Linked DNA regions of Gossypium hirsutum: all the other regions are linked to region 2. A link is a contact called in public Hi-C data. All regions are on one chromosome and are shown on one strand. The core of a region is the stretch at or near the end of the contact, and the rest is flanking DNA. Distances in the headings are between cores, read along the strand shown.

Region 1 (2,700 bases), core at 37-2,536, 490 kb after region 2:
GTAATCAATAATTCAGTTGTTTGGTTGAATGAAATGGAATAGAACTGTAATAATATTATTGTATTTGGTTGAATGGAATAGATATTGTAATAATATAATAAAAAAACTGAAATGACCAAAGTACCTTTAGTAGAAATTCTGTAGGTGGATAATTATTGTTATTGTTATTAAATTTTAATAGGATTATTATTAAGTATAATTTAATAATAAATAATAAATAACTTAACCATATTTTAATATAATTATTATTAAATACAATTTGCATTTTCTAGTGAAAAACTAGTAATTAATATATTATTTATAAAACTATGATTTATTTCTTAATAATTTTATAAAATTATGTCAAAAAAATAAAATTTGAAAACAAATAATTTAACATTTTATATTTAATGATAATAACAATAAATTTAATTTTTTTAAATATAAAAAAATTAAATTATTTTATTATATTTAAATATTCAAAAATATTATTAGAAAGAAACCTACCTATAAAAGTATAAAATTTTATTTTAATATCACTTTTTCTCTTTCTTTTCTTTGGAGTTCTATTTAGGTCTCTCTTCTTCTTTTTCTCTAGTCCTCTCTCTCTCTTAAGGTATCTTCCTCTCCAAAGCTTTATCTCCACCTGCTTTTTAAATGATCATCCAAAGCTTTAAGCCTACCTCCTCTTTCTAATTTTTTTGGTTAGTTTGTCCTAAATCCCACCAAAACCCATAGATCCATACATGCAAATCTCCCCTCTGTTAATCTCCCACCGTCCATCATGATCTTTTTTCTTTTGATTTGGGTTGTTTTGTTTTTGTTTTCTAAATTTCATTACTAGGTTTTAAGTTTAATTTGCATTTTCTAGTGCAAAACTGAGATTTTGGGTTTGGGAGAGTATTTCTGATTAATTCAAATACCAAAACAGAAGTGAATATATAGTTGAAAAGCTTGTCACTTTTTGCTTGTTTGGTGGGTGAGAAAATCAAGGAAAATTTGGGATACCAGAGAATTTCCATGTAATGAACACTTGAGCTAAAATCCTTGTTATTGGGCTTGGAACATGGTAAAGTGGAGGAGACGTTGATATTGTGAAAACAACATTGTTGGATGAAATCGAAGTTGGGAAAGCATTGAATCGAAGTTTGTTGAATGATTGGGTTTCAATTTTTGTTTCTTCTTGATTTTTCTTCCATGACTATAATCCATCGATGTTTTTGGGAAAAAAATTGATGGCTATTCAGTGAGAGGCCGCAATACTATTCGATCGTTTCACTCATCCAGTCAAACCAAATAATGAAATAATAATGTTGTGCTGAATAAAGTCATTCATGCTAATCAAATGTAGTGTTAGGGTTTATATCTTATAAGTTGAGGTTGAACTTTAAATAATTAAATAATTAAATAATTATTATAGCATGTTAAAAAATTAATTATTATAACATGGGTCATTGATTTTTTTCTATTTCTTATTTTAAAAGAAATGCTTACGTAAACACCAGCTATATATAAAGTTAAAAAATGTATTTGGGAATCGTAAATTAGTTCAGAATCCTAAATATTGAAAAGTAAAAAAGATATGTGATGTAAATGGAATTTGATTGTTTAAAACATAATGCAATTTGTCTTTAAACCTTACTTCGTCCCCAAACCCATTAATTTTTTGGGTCATATCAAAATTGAATAAAAAATCATATAAATCTCCTATTTATAATTAATTTAATTATCAAATGAGTAATTGATATTCACGTAATTTATGCGGAGGAATTGGGTCAAACTAGAAGTGGAACTCTATATTAAATACTATTAGGTTACTAAAACAAGCCGAAGACAAAGTATGGAATGTAGAGCAGTCGTTAAATAAGGGCGGACGAGTGGGCAAGGTCAACTTGGCAATTATCTTATTATTCTAGATGGTTGCACTTGTTTACTTTTCTGTCTCCCTTCGCACCTTCAAACATCTCTCTTTAAAAAATTCATGAATTACATGTTAAATTTAATCATTCTTATCATTCATACAAAGTTAAACCACATTCAAGATTAGTAAATTATTAATAAGTTTACATTTTGATCGTTTAATTTTAAAAAGTTACAAAAATAGTCACTAAATTATTTGAAAGTTTTTTTTTATTTAAGTCATTAGATTGTTATTTTTTTAAATTTGCCTAATGATGAGTACCCATTGATGGGTAGAAGAACATACTTTAAATCCTAGTTGATCAGATCCGTGTTGGAGATTGGAGAAGAAAGTTGTATGAATTGTCTCGCAAATTCATGACATTCAAAACTATTTCATGAAAAAATTGAACTGTAGAAGAAAAAGAAAAATGGAACTTTCAATTAATGCATGCAGTGGAAACAAAGAATGTTGTACAATAGCGATTTAACAACCTGGTGACTTAAATATTTTTTTTTGAATAATTCAATGATTATTTTGTAACCTTTTAAAATTGAATGACCGAAAACATAAACTTACTAATAGTTTAATGATCTTGGATGTAGTTTACCATAATATATATTATATAATTTGCATGTACCTCAATCATTTGTGCGTTTATATATATAGGGATGCTTCTAAGGAAGAAAGCTACAATTTGTTTGGTCGATTTTCTTCTAAAATGAATTGATTTCGTCCTGCTTTAACCATTGAGATGTTCCATGGGATGATGCGGCAAAATGCTACCTTCAATTGTAACAATTTGACCAGAAAATGAACGT
Region 2 (2,700 bases), core at 59-2,558:
ACCAAAGAGGAAGAAATTTGTGTTAGCTACAAACTGACCATTTCCCAGTAGATTTGTCATAAATCTGAATTCCAACAGATGATGTGGAATCACTGTTTGCCCCACCAATTACAAACTGCCAGTAGAAAATCCACACAAATCTTCAATCAGATAAAGGTGATTGAACACCTCACGTAATAGACAACAAAGAGAAGCACTTTATGATAAAAGAACACCAAATTAGGCATTAAAGTATCATACTGTTTTGTCACCAACGTCGGTGAAGGTCTCAAAGCCTTTGGATTTTAAGCCAAATCCGTTTGAAAATCCATTTTGTAGATTATCAACAAAGAATGCTGGGGCTTCTCCCTGATGACCAATAACCAAAATAAATCAAATCACAATTAAGCCACTTTTTCCACCTTTGCTAAACCATAAAACTCAATAGCCTGCTAGTACCCCTTTCTTTTCCTGAGTAAATAAAAATGAAAACCAATTTTCACCCGAAAATATCTATATATAAAAAGATGATAGGCTCACCATGGAGAACCAATGCCTCCAAAATAAGATTCCCCCTGATCAATACACATGGAGAGATAAGAGATCAAATAAAAGGAACTCGTATTTTTTTGGATCTATCAAACAATAAAAGAAGGAATCATGGATGGCATTGAATCAATACAATTTACATGTCAAACAAGAAACCAAAATCGAAGGTAAAAGGGAACCATTTTTTAGAGGTATAACAACTAATTAGATTTCTGAAACCAAAACCCAGATTCCAATCTAGCATTACAATGCAAAACATAAAAGTATAAACAGACAGGAAAAAACAACCAGAAATCAGAGATACAAGCTAAAATAATAATGTTTCAGTTGGTTTTTACGTCGAATTTCAAACAACCCAGGTCTCAAAAACGAAAGATAGAGAGAATAAACTTTAAAAAAAAAAAAGCCAGATGCAATAACATGGTTAAAAAATAAATATAGGCGAAAAAAGGCTCGAAAAGAACGAAACAGATTGGTTAAACACCAAATTCATACCTTTGATAAGAGAAGAAAACAAAACAAGTTTATATTGGCTAGGCGGAGGATATTTCCCAAAAGGGATAGTATTATTAAAAAAAGAGAATAGGAAGAAAAATGGATATTTTTCAGCTTTGCGATATTCGTTTGGCCAAGTATTGGGAGTTAAATCAGATCAAAACATGGGATTCGGAAAGGAGAAGAATTGCAAGGAAAGCTGAAATCCAATCACTCTTTTTATATTGGTGAAGAGAAAGAAAGAGAGGTAGGCCTTTTCTTTTTCGGTTGCATTCAATTAACGAAAACAAGAAGACCCCGTTGGCCCGGCTCTCATTTTCATACGAGGCTGTTGGGAAGCTTCACTTTTTTTTTCCAAAAATAAAAAAACAATTTGTTTAATACTAGGAGTAGTAAGTTTTCTTTCTTTCTTTTTTTGAAATTATTATTTAATTTGTGCTGTTCTTTTAATGGCTCTTTTCTAGGGGAAATTTATTTATTTATTTAAAAAAAAAAGGAAAAGAACAAAAAAAAAATTAGAAGATTTTGGCTTAGAGCGGTCATAGGTTAAGATAACTATCTTACCAAATAAAGGGGTTATGGAATTCAATTTTGGTCTAAAAAGTGATAAAATTTTAATTTAATTTATTAAAAATTATAAAAATATAAGTTAATACAATAATGAAATTACATTTAGCTCTAAAAAAATACATAGTTATATTTTAGCTCCTCCAAAACTAATTTCTAGTTTCGCCTCTAGGTTATGGCAACTTCAATTCTCTCGAGTGAAGAGGAAGACGAACTACAGCGTAGTAGCGAAAAGGTCAAGCATGACCAAAATCCAAGTCCTCAAATAATTACTCGACCACTTCTATCCTACAATGATTCATTAATGGTGTAATGATATTAAAATCACTATGTTATAAAAGTGACACTAATTTGAGATCCTGCATAATGAATTTCTTTGTATAGTGAAATGAGGTATATAATCAATAAAAGAGAAGGTTGATGAGTGTCAAAAGAAGTTAAATCAAGAAGTATGACGTGATATATTAATTTAAAGAAAGGACTAAATCACAAAGAGTGAAAAATGTTGGGGCTAAAGTATAAATATTCAAAATTTATAGGGTTAAAATATAAATATAAAAAAGATAGACCAAAAGTGAAAATACCGTAAAGGTGGAAAGGAGACAAATGAAAATATAAAATTTTACTTAGGGCAAAATAGTCATTTTGTAAGAAAGATCATTTTGGAAAAATTACTAAAATTCCCTTGAAAGTGTAGATGAAATTTTAGCCATTGGATTTACTTAATTAATTATGAAGTAGGAAATATGGGCCCTTAGATCAAAATGATGATGTTGGTGATATTTTATATTATTTAATTATAATGTTAATAATATTTTATTAATATTTTATAATTTAAAGTGAATATAGAAGGAAGAAAGATGGAGAAAGCTTTTCATACTTTCCATTTGCTTCCAACGTGTATGAGAAATGGAGAAGGGAGAAACTATTTTTTTCTACAATTTAGTCCTTTTCTATAAAGTCTACTATTTTCACCCAAAATTAATTAGAATTTTCATAGCCACCAAAAAGAAAAAGTGAATTAGAGATCCTAGAGAGTTTGATTATCATATTGGAAGCAAGAAATTGGAGTTGGAAGTGGAGAAAGCTGAGAAGAAAGTGAAAAGATTA
Region 3 (2,700 bases), core at 58-2,557, 470 kb after region 2:
GCCAGTATAGATTTTAGACCACGAGGTCAGGAAATTGAGGAAGAAGCAGATTACTCTAGTGAAAGTCTTGTGGAGGAATCATGGTTATAGCAAAGCCACTTGGGAACTCGAAGAGAGGATGTGCCACTGTCAACAATCTCATCACTTATTTGGATCAGGTAAATTTCGAGGACAAAATTTTCTTTAAGGGGAGTAGAGTTGTCACGCCTTAGAATTTATTTATTAAATTATGCAAATTTGTAACATAAGGAAGAAAAAGGTTTAGTGGTTTAGTGTGTTAATTAATTTGCTAGAGGTCTCATGTTCAAATTCCCTTATATTTTATTTTATTTATTTTTCTCATCCTAGCTATTATGAATTGTATTTGGATATTGGGTTTTTAATTTCTTTTTATTTAGGACTTGAGATTTGAGCTATAATTAGTTTATTTTGAGTTTGGGATAATGATGAGTATATTATTTGAATTTGAGTTTAGTATAATATATTTGTATTTCGGAATAAATATTTTAGAATACAAATATTAGGTTTATAAATTTAATAAGAAAGATAAAAATTATTCAATTGTCAATATAATATAATAATGAGCAATAAAAGATGTTTTTGTTAATTCGTATAATATAATAAAATAATAAATTTTACAGCCAATAAGCATTTTAATTATTTTATATAAAAGAACTCTATTATATATAGAATTTATGTTTTCTACGAGTCAAATTTGAATTGCGTTGTCATTATATAAAAGTAAAATGAATTATTACATTCGAAATTAAAATATTATAACTTATAAAATTCAAAATTATTTGAATACATCACAACTTGCCTGACTCTATCCGAACCCAAATCTGAAAAAATCAAAGCTTGAGAAAATCCGAATTTGAAAGGGTCTGAACTCAAGAAAATCCAAATCTAAAGTAAATCCAATCCGAACTTGCCCGTTTTTAAACTCTACTATTAACTATTTATTCCATTAAAAAATTTAAATAATGACCTGGTTATTGTTTTTTTTGTTGAAATTTATTTACTTCCAAAAGCTGTAATTTTTCAACAAATTAAATACATAATTACAAAATTTAATCTTCTACAGTATATGTAAACTTGAACTGGTGTCTTCAAATGCTAACCATTACTCTAGAGCTGCTTTTCCCGTATTTAAGGGAAAAAAAACAGAGGCCACATATACATTTTGGGGCTAAGATTAGGATCTAGGCTTAAAAATAGATCCCTCAAAATTTGGACCCACAGATGATGACGTGGATGAAATCGGGCCTAGGAGTACCCAAATAAAAGTTTCGGTTAGTTTCAATACCAGCCTTATCTGCCCAATCCTTTCATTTCTCTTTTTCCTTTCACTCACTCGCTGAACTGAGAAAGGAAAGGAGAAATGGAGATGGCAATTACCTTCCATAACTCTTCCTTCAAATCTCCTTTCATTAACCCTAGCTCTAACCCTAAGCCTAAATTTCTATTTCCCACGCAGCTTTCCGGTCTCATCTCTTCTCCACTTTCTTCCTTCAACTCCAAAACGACATGTCTCAAATTTGGTTCTAGGACTTTCACTAAACCGGTCAAGTGCTCTATTTCTCAGGCGGCTCAACCTGCAATCGGTATTTTATTTCTTTTTTAGTTTTAAGTTGGTTTTTTTTTCTCTGAGATCCTTTTTATTATTATTTAAAAGTTTCTGGTTGATTACTAGAGAAGAGGAGTCAGTTAAAGAGGCGAAGCGATATAAGGAACATAGCAATCGTGGCGCATGTTGACCATGGAAAGACTACTTTGGTCGATGCAATGTTGAAACAGTCAAAGGTGAACGAATGTGGTTTCTATCCGCTTAAGTCGTTCATAATTGTTTCAGTTTCTTTATGTATTGTTTCTTTTCTGTTTGCTTTGTGCCTATTTATTATTATAATTTCTGAATTTGGATCGGGATAAGAGTTTGTTTCGTGCCATTAGAGTTGCAGTGAAGACTACTCTTAGATTAAATTTATTTCAAGAGTCTATCATCTCATCTGGAGCTTCAGTTTAGTCTAAAATACTCATTTTTTTGGGCGCTTTAATTTAAGCTAAAAGTTGGAGTTGAAAACCCTTGTTTGGCCTAGCTTTGATGATACATACATGAATGGGGTGAAATTTATTAGTGACAATTCAATAAAGCTGTCAATTTTCAATCTCAAAAGATTACTCAATTTGTGACAATTCAAACAAGCTGTCAATTTTCAAGCTCAAAAGATTAGTTAATTTGTGACTATTTGGATTGAATCCAGGCACTTTGAATCACTCGATTTTGAGTCCGGAGCTCAAGTTATACTATTTTATTGAACACTGCGCGAACAAAATTTTTGGACGTGATTATTGCGGGAATTTACGAGTTTTGGATTTTAATTTGAGTTTAAATCATATTAGGTTCGTTTTTTAGGCTTAATTTTCATGATATATGAGCCCAATGTTGTATATATTAGGTTTTATTATTTTACTATTTATTTATATCGAATTTTAGGATATTTTACTTCTTGTGAACTCTTCATCTTCCAATTTACTAGGGTTCAAGCTTAGGGGTTGATTAGAGCCATTAATTGAATTTGTTGCAGTTTATGTCTCAAAGGATTGATAAATGACATGAGAGCTGGGCTGAATGGATGTCTTGAGATTAATGAGGGAGAAAGGCTCTAGGATTGGATAGAAGGGGAAATTTTTGTATGATAT

The links. Hi-C and Micro-C count contacts between places; a contact is called where the count stands out from the background.
Region 1: a contact with region 2 is called in a Hi-C map of leaf, with 1.8 times the contacts expected there. The contact joins the enhancer-like site here to the promoter of LOC107949444 in region 2. A contact is called at or near these places in 6 of 34 Hi-C or Micro-C datasets (anther, hypocotyl, leaf and 2 more).
Region 3: a contact with region 2 is called in a Hi-C map of hypocotyl, with 2.4 times the contacts expected there. The contact joins the promoter of LOC107945364 here to the promoter of LOC107949444 in region 2. A contact is called at or near these places in 3 of 34 Hi-C or Micro-C datasets (hypocotyl and leaf).

What each region holds. Positions count from the first base shown.
Region 1 is chrD03:25,140,580-25,143,279 of Gossypium_hirsutum_v2.1, forward strand. No RefSeq gene overlaps it. Among protein-coding and RNA genes, the nearest start is that of LOC107941249, 6.7 kb to the right of the region's middle. Within about 2 kb of position 1,287, at least 8 of the 9 cell types and tissues checked have an H3K27ac peak or open chromatin away from gene starts, as enhancers often do. A contact at or near this core is called in leaf, where this site is marked.
Region 2 is chrD03:24,651,697-24,654,396 of Gossypium_hirsutum_v2.1, forward strand. It overlaps LOC107949444 (guanylate kinase 2), which reads right to left and starts at 1,309. Exons shown (of 11, transcript XM_016884097.2): 1 at 1,024-1,309; 2 at 520-554; 3 at 241-348; 4 at 39-115. The coding sequence starts at 522.
Region 3 is chrD03:25,117,207-25,119,906 of Gossypium_hirsutum_v2.1, forward strand. It overlaps LOC107945364 (putative elongation factor TypA-like SVR3, chloroplastic), which reads left to right and starts at 1,308. Exons shown (of 14, transcript XM_016879338.2): 1 at 1,308-1,604; 2 at 1,694-1,803. The coding sequence starts at 1,382.